Regions from separate parts of the Sus scrofa genome. Here region 1 is linked to region 2. A link is a contact called in public Hi-C data. All regions are on one chromosome and are shown on one strand. The core of a region is the stretch at or near the end of the contact, and the rest is flanking DNA. Distances in the headings are between cores, read along the strand shown. Region 1 overlaps C8H4orf22. Region 2 overlaps C8H4orf22.

Evidence for each region. A called contact is a pair of places that touch in the nucleus more often than the background predicts.
Region 1: a Hi-C map of omental adipose tissue shows a contact between it and region 2, with 2.2 times the contacts expected there. The contact joins two enhancer-like sites. A contact is called at or near these places in 3 of 47 Hi-C or Micro-C datasets (alveolar macrophages, embryonic fibroblasts and omental adipose tissue).

What each region holds. Positions count from the first base shown.
Region 1 is chr8:137,465,417-137,469,233 of Sscrofa11.1, reverse strand. The region is part of intron 2 of C8H4orf22; the gene reads left to right. Among named protein-coding and RNA genes, the nearest start is that of C8H4orf22, 25 kb to the left of the region's middle. Within about 2 kb of position 2,068, at least 2 of the 83 cell types and tissues checked have an H3K27ac peak or open chromatin away from gene starts, as enhancers often do. A contact at or near this core is called in omental adipose tissue, where this site is marked.
Region 2 is chr8:137,266,212-137,270,292 of Sscrofa11.1, reverse strand. The region is part of intron 3 of C8H4orf22; the gene reads left to right. Among named protein-coding and RNA genes, the nearest start is that of C8H4orf22, 220 kb to the left of the region's middle. Within about 2 kb of position 2,257, at least 1 of the 83 cell types and tissues checked has an H3K27ac peak or open chromatin away from gene starts, as enhancers often do. A contact at or near this core is called in omental adipose tissue, where this site is marked.

The DNA.
Region 1 (3,817 bases), core at 819-3,318, 200 kb before region 2:
AGTGTTCTCCGATCACGAAAAGGAGTAAAGTAGCCTGCAAACACTCCTAGCAGAAGAAGGTAGACAAAAAGACTGCAAACGGTATAGTCCCCTTTATACAAAATGTCCAGAATAGGTAAATCCCTAGAGGCACAGGTAGATTTGCGGTTGCCCGGGGCTGGAAGGAAGGATGCAGCAAGTGTGACGGCCACTGGCTGTGGGGTTCTTACCCGACGAGCATCCGTGAGGATGTGGGTTCGCGCTCCCTGACCTTGCTCCGCGGGGTACGGATCCCGCGTTGCCCTGAGCTGTGGTGTAGGTCCTAGACGTGGCTCGGATCTGGCGTGGCTGTGGCTGTGGCTGTGGTGGAGGCCGGTGGCTGCAGCTCCGATTAGACCCCTAGCCGGGAACCTCCGTGTGCTGCGGGTGCGGCCCTAGAAGCCAGGAGGCCAAAAAAAGGGCGGTTACAACAGGCGGTAGCAGATGCCGCAGTGGGGCTGTGGCCGCGTCCTGCAGTGGTGCGAAGTCACGATTTGAGGGGTTGAAGGGCAGGGGAAGCGCGTCCGGAGGCGCGGCTGCCGGGTGATCTTCGAAAGGGTGAGCGGGGGTCGGTCCGCGAACAAGGGTGTGGAGGTGGGCACGTCCCTTTGCCGCGGTTTCTTCCCGGCTCGTCCTTCTCTCGCCCTTTATCTTGATGTGCCCCGACTCCCTTGGCGAGACTCCCCGCCCGCCACAAGCTGGGCCAACTAGAGGCCTTTGCTCACTCTTACCCCCCTGGCGGCGGCGGGGGCTCTGCCTTCCCCCGCGGCTTCAAGCTCCGCTGCAAAGCCGGCTCGGCCTCGCTGTCACGCAGACGTCGGCTCTCGTCCCCCTTCCACTGAGATTCACGCCAGCTGGGTTTGGTGGCCGCAAGGCAGAGACTGCAAAGCTTGGACAGAAGGGATGAGATTGGCTGCGTGTCCTCAGGGAGCGCCCACCCTCAGTCCTGGAGAGTCTCATTTTCCAGGAGGAGTTCCGTCGATGCCCACGGTGGTGGAGAGAGAAACCCTGGCACAAAGGTGAAACGCTGGGCGCTTAGGGCCGGTTAATAATTCTAACTGATCCATCACTGGGGCTGAACCCTCTTCTGAAGGAGCTTTTAAGAGCATCTGCCTCCTTACTTGACTCGGCTTATTTTTTTTTTCTTTGTCTTTTTGCCTTTTCTAGGGCTGCTCCCACAGCATATGAAGGTTCCCAGGCCAGGGGTCTAATCGGAGCTGTAGCCGCCGGCCTACACCAGAGCCACAGCCACTTGGGATCCAAGCCGTGTCTGCGTCCTACACCACAGCTCACAGCAACAGCGGATCCTTAACCCATCAGCAAGGCCGGGGATTGAACCCACAACCTCATGGTTCCTGGTCGGATTCATTAACCACTGGGCCACGACGGGAACTCTGAGTCAGCCTATCTTTTGAAGAGATGAATTAGCTCTTCTTAAAACTGCTATTGACATAGTGACCTTATTTACTGAAACACAGCATCTGAGACATAGATGGAGTAAGCGGTACCCTTGGTGGAGCTGGTATTTGTGCTGCTTGGCTATTGCCGTCTCCTTGAGAGACTTTGTGATGAGCCGTTGAGAGTTTCTGTACCGGGAGCTGGACAGGAGCCTCAGATGCTGAAGATATAGGGATCCCTGGGGTCTTCTTTGCCGAAACCAAAAGATGATTTAGGAGGTTTTCTTATGTCCTTTTATCATCTGGTACATCTGGGACTAAATTTAAAAAGCTGGACGAGTCCCTTCCCTCCCTCTGTCTGTCTCCTCTTCCTCTCTCTCTCCCTCTCTCTTTTTTTTTTTTTTTGGTTTTTAGGGCTGCACCCTTGGCGTATGGAAGTTCCCGGGCCAGGGGTCAAACCAGAGCTACAGCTGCCGGCCTCCACTACAGCCACAGCAACGCCAGATCTGAGCCGTATCTGTGACCTACCCCACAGCTCAAGGCAGCGCCAGATCCTTAAGCCACTGCGCAGGGCCAGGGACGGGACCCACGTTCTCACAGATACTAGGCGGGTTGGTGTCTGCTGGGCCGCGGGAACTCCTCTGCCTTTGGCTCAGCAGCAGTCCTGTTTCTTTTGCTGTTCAGCAGCAGTCACTCTTCACCAGATGGTGTCCCTCCTTTCTGCCTCCCGGTCGCCGGGCACAGTGCTCACGTGGCAGCCGTGTTCAGAGGGGCGTCTCCCGAGCGGGCACATGTTGTCTTACGTTTCGTCTCACGTTGCTGCTGCTGGTGGTGGGAGTTCGTGAGATCCTAATGGAGGGGAATGGGCTGCCTCCTCAGCAGGGTCAGGAGGTCCAGGGGCTGGGGAGGTCGGAATCTTCGAGAGCATCTGCTCACGTGTCTCCATCCTGTGGGCCAGGATCCAGGGTTTCCTCACCAGGGCTCTGGTTTCGGGGGAGCCGACCCACGCCTGTTGGCCGTCCACCTGCCTCTGGACTTCAGCCGCTGCGCCTGCCCGGTCTGTGCTCCATCTTCATCTTCTGCCCTCCCGCTGCACGGGACGAGCACTGCTCTGGCTCTCGTGCTTTGTGGCAGTTATTGGCTCATCGCTCTTAGCTTTGCATTATTAATCCATAGGGCAGCGATGCAATTGAACAATAATTACCTGATTCCCTTGTTCTTGCGTTTATCATTCCCCGTACACTCCCAAAGCCCGAATCATCCCCTTGGCTAGGGCGTGCCACTCTGACTGCTAGCACCCCAGCTTATCGCACGAGAACATTTCACCAACTGGACGCCCACCTTGTGGGTTGTCTGCGTACCACCTGCCTCCACGGTCTTGAACCTCATTACCAGAGGGCTTCCGCTGAGACCCCAGTTCCTAAACTCCATCTCAGCACCTGTTTCTCAAGCTACTCCAGGTACAGTCTGTCACAGACTAACCTTTCTGGGAAGCAGGCACAGAGGTGACTTAAGAATTCAAAAGGTTACACATAAAGGAAAAGGGTGGAAGCAAGACTGGGTAGGCGGAGCTGTCAGACCTTCGTGCCCTCTTGGCAAAGTCTCTGCCGGGCCGGTGAAGATCACAAAGCAACCACCACCTGTTGGAAGGGTCCTATATTTGGTGGAAATAGTAGGTCTTTGAACCATTGTCTTGCTCAGTGATTTGTGGGGGACACCCCAAGGAGAACATGACATCTGCTCGGCTGCTGGGGCTGAGCAAGGCAGTTAACTAGAAGCTGCCTGCTGACCATATGCCTTGAAGCCAGGCAGCAAGTCCTTTTTTGTTATACTTTTATAATTCGTTTTTGAAAGTAAAATTTATTGATGTTTTACAAGTGTTTAATTTGATGAGTTACGACAAACGTACCCGGTAGTGTGACCCCCACCACGATCAGGATAAGCACACTTCTATTACCACCCACAGTTCCCCACGCCTCTTTGTATTTAGGCTTTTCTCTCAGCCCCGACAACCACGCCCCTGATTTCTGTACATAGAGTTTTACCTTTTCCAAAATGGCATTTAGATGGATGGTAAAGTATGCAGCCATTTTTTTCTTCATAAATTATGAGGCCTTTGAGACCATATGGTTGCATGCAAGCTTGTCCTTGTTTATTGCTGAGTAATATTCCATTTTACAGATGAGTGGACAGCAATTTGTGTATCTATGCTTTCTCCAGTTGATGATGGTTGTTTTGAGTTTTAGGCCTCTCTGATAAACTTGCTATAAATATTCGCAAATAGGCCTTTGTAAAGACGTATATTTCCATTTATCTTAGGTAAATACCCAAGATAGGATCGCTGATTCACATGGTAGGCATATGTTTATTAGAAAATTTCAGGAGTTCCCGTCGTGGCACAG
Region 2 (4,081 bases), core at 1,008-3,507:
ATGCGAATGCGGAGCACACAGCGCGAAACCCTGGATGCGCCCATTAAAGTTGGACCACATGGCAAAAGAATGCCAGCCATCACTGTGCTTGTGCTGCGTCATCATTATCCTAAAGGCTCTGGCTCAAGAAATGACCTAGCAAAATAAACAGAAGTATATAAACACGGTAAGGAAGAATTCAGAGAACTGATGGTGGACAATGATGATATTTTGTTCTGAAGCTCTAGAGAACTAATTGGTAAATTATGAAAACTACTATTTAAGGAGACCAAATATCAGATCTTTGCCTTATGCCAGAGAATTCCAAGATAAAAATTTAAATATAGAAAAGATCAACCATTAGATTTATGCTGATGAGAGACAAATCCAGTGTCCCTGGCAGCCAATCTCGTTTCCTCTCCCAGTTGCTTAGCAGAGAGCCGGCTCAGCAGGTGTGAGTTGGTTCTGCGCGAGAAGAGTCCTGGGAGCCCAGATGGCCTTTCTGACAGGGCTGTCACCTGACAAGGAGGTGTCTGCTGACAGGGATCACACAGATTCCCTGACCCTTAGCCTTACAGGTGTGTGGGGTGTAACTGACTCGAGTGTCCCCTCTGCTGGGACATTGGCCACGTACACATAGATAGGAGCACTGGGTGATGGGGGTTGGGAGCAGGGGATGCTGTGTGTTCTGCTGCTTCTCTGCTTACCCGTTTTCTCTCGATAACGTGCATGTTCTGTTTACACTGTGAGGTGGTGGCGGTGTGTGCCCACGACTAGCAACTGGAGAGTAAAGAGGGACACCCCTGTTTCAACGTGAATGCAGGGACAGCAATCAAGAGCCAAGTTATGCACTGTGCAAAAGTATGAATTGCACATCACATCAGAAAGGCGGGCTGGGTAGATTGGAGACCTGGCCCCTGAGGCTGGTGTGGTACAGAAGGAAAACCTTAACCCTAGGTGATCAAAAGGAAAATGGGAAGCGGGAGAATTCTGAGCCATCAGAATATTTTTCTTAAACAAAGGGTGTTTCAGCTCAAAAAAAAAAAGAGCCCAAACCGAGTTTATTTTATGCTGGCAAGATCACGTATTTTGCCACCAGTTGAAATGGGGACTCATAAGGTAAGTTCAGTTCAGTTACAGAGAAAAATTGGAAAAGTTCCATTTTCCATGGCTGAGTTATGAAAATTTCATCTCTCAGTTAAAAGAGAAATTGTTATTTGTAATTCTGCTTGGGGTCCTGTCGAGATAATTTCTTCGTATTTGGGAGAGTGAGAGTTGATTGTCGTTGAGGAGATACTTGCGTGCAAATACGTTTTCTCTTGAGCAGTGCTTACTTTCCAACCAAATGCTTAATGCGCAGGTCTGTGCCTTTTTTTTTTCCAAAGGTAAAAAGTGTCCTAATGGGAGAAGAAAAATATCAAAATGATTTCCCTAAAGTGTTTTTATAATAATCATTTTCCTTAAACATAAAAAAGTTGCAGTAATGCATCCAGCTCTAGATATGACGGGAAAACTAAAAGCCAGATTCTAGAGCCAAAGAGGAAATGACATCCGGAAATACTCTCACTGATTTACTACCTTTTAAATAGAAGAAATAGCAACGAACGTCAGGAATGTGTTTGCTTCAAGAATGAGCTTTTTCCTTGTGGTACTTCATTCTGGCTCTAAAAATAACTTTCAGATGAAGTGAAAAGAGGACGTGTTTATTTTTTTATAGAAAATAAAAACCAGCTTGTTTTGTCACCTACTTGATACCATTTCATTATGCCAGCTTTCTGTGTTTTTGAATCTTTTTTAAAAAGAAATAATATTAAGCTGAAGAAAAGACTCAGGAATAATGCAGACATCTGCCCACCTCTTACCCAGGTGCACCTATTGTTACCTCCCGTTTTGAGTGGCTCTTTTCCAAATCTGATTACACTGAGCACTTGAACACAAGTTAGTCACACCGCGTTGGTGTGTGTTTCACGGGCGCATCCTTGTTTCCAGCAAGGACGCTTTGGCCAGTCCACCCAGTCCTCTTAGGGCGATGGGAGCCAAGTGGCCTTTCTCTTGTAATCCCAAGAGGGACCATTCCATTTGTTGGTAGAATAGTCGGTGAAGCTCCCAGTTATTCTACCTAATGGATAAATTAAAAAACGATAAAGAAACCTTATTTAGGTTTTTGGGTTTTTTTGCTTTTTAGGTTTGCGCCCACGGCATATGGAAGTTCTCAGGCTGGGAGCTGAATGAGAACTGCAGCTTGCAGGCCTTCGCCACAGACGCAGCAGCGAGGGATCCCAGCTGGCCCTGTGACCTACACCACGGCTCATGGCAATGCTGGATCCCTGACCTACTGAGCGAGGCCAGGGAGCAAACCCACATCCTCATGGATACAAGTCAGATTCATTCCGCTGAGCCACAATGGGAACTCCCAGTAAGTCTTTATTAATAGGTATACATTTAAAAGTGAGAGTCCCATTTTCCAATCTCACTGTCCCTTTCGCAACTAACAGTATCTTGTATATCTTTCCAGAAATATTCTCTGACTATACAGAGATGTATAGCCATCATTATAGTGAAAGGCACTTGGTTATAGACATACATAGAAATATAAATAACCGGTAAATTGAATTACAGATGGAGATTTAGAAATCTGCTTCCATACATACTTTTACTCGTCTGCAGCTTGCTCTTTCCATGTGGCGCTGTATCTGAATTAGCTTGTGCTATTAGGCTAAGTAGATCTACTCCAGTCTTTGTAAAAACTGTATAATATTTCATTGCATGTTTTTGCTGTGATATTTAAATCTATACCCTAATTGAAAAGCATTTAATTTTTCCTTTTTGCACTGTATTGTTACAAAACTAGCGAACACCCCTCTCTTATCTGAGAGTTTCTGGAAAATAAATTTCTAGCAGGGTATTTGTGCATTTAAATTGCGGTACTGATTGTGAAATACTTTTGATAATGGTTCTTTGATGTGTCCTGTGTTGGCAACGTAGTGTGCATTCAGAAATGTTTGTGGGAGGGAGGGAGGGAAGGAGGGAAGTCAGCGGGGCTTGTCTCTTGGGGACAGTTTCCTTTCCCTAAGGGAAGGAGGAGGGGGACCTTTCAGGCAGGGTTAGGATTGCCTTTACCCACCGGTTCTCCACTGTGCTTTCTATCTTTGCATTTGCACACTTTTCAACCCTGTGTAGTTTTCCATCTTTTTCCAATGTCCGTCTCCTTAGACAAGCAAGAGGCACCATAGGATGAAGACCGTGCCTGTCTTGCCCGTCGCTGTGTTCTCTCTGCGTGAGGATGTCGAGATGCTCGGCATTTGATGAAAGCAAAACAAAAAAAACAAAAGTGGGGGAGAGAAATAGTGGCACAGAGATGGAAATAGACACACACACTCAGAGACAGAGAGAAAGTGAGGAAGGGCAGGAGTGGAGGAGGGAGGGGGGAGAGAGCCGAGAGAAGGGTGATGCTGCCAGGGGTTGGAGCTGTAAATGGGGGAGAAACAGTTGCAAATCAATGGTAAGAAAGAAAAACCCTCCCAGATGTAAGCCATGAAAAAACAGCTAAAAATCAGTGGTAAGAAAGAAAAAACTCACAGATGCAGGCAGATGTGAGGGATGTAGTTCCCTGTACAGCACAGGAACTATATCCAGTCTCTTAGGATAGCACACGATGAAAGGTAATATGAGTAAAGAATGTATGTATGTGTCACACATATATGTATGCGTGTGGACATATAGATGTTTACACGTGCACGTATGTATGACTGAGGCGCTATGCTGACAGCAGAAATCGGCACAACATGTAAATCAACTACACTTTACTAACTAAATAAATGGAAAGAAAAGAATCGCAATATTTTCCGGCTTTAGAATCGGGAAACGTTGGGTTATTTTTCAGAAAGCCAGAGGCATTGGCCGTAGCTTGATTTCTGACTGCAGAGTGAGAGCTATCAGTGTGGAAGGGCATGGGTCCAGAATTAAAAGGGTGGTTTGGAGAATTTGCTTTTCCGTTTAAGAGAACTGAGAAGATATCACTGTAAAGGTGAAATACCTGCTTTCCATTCCTAATGCTGTGGGACCAGAAATGTAATTTCAATCATGAACCCTCACAGTGGGG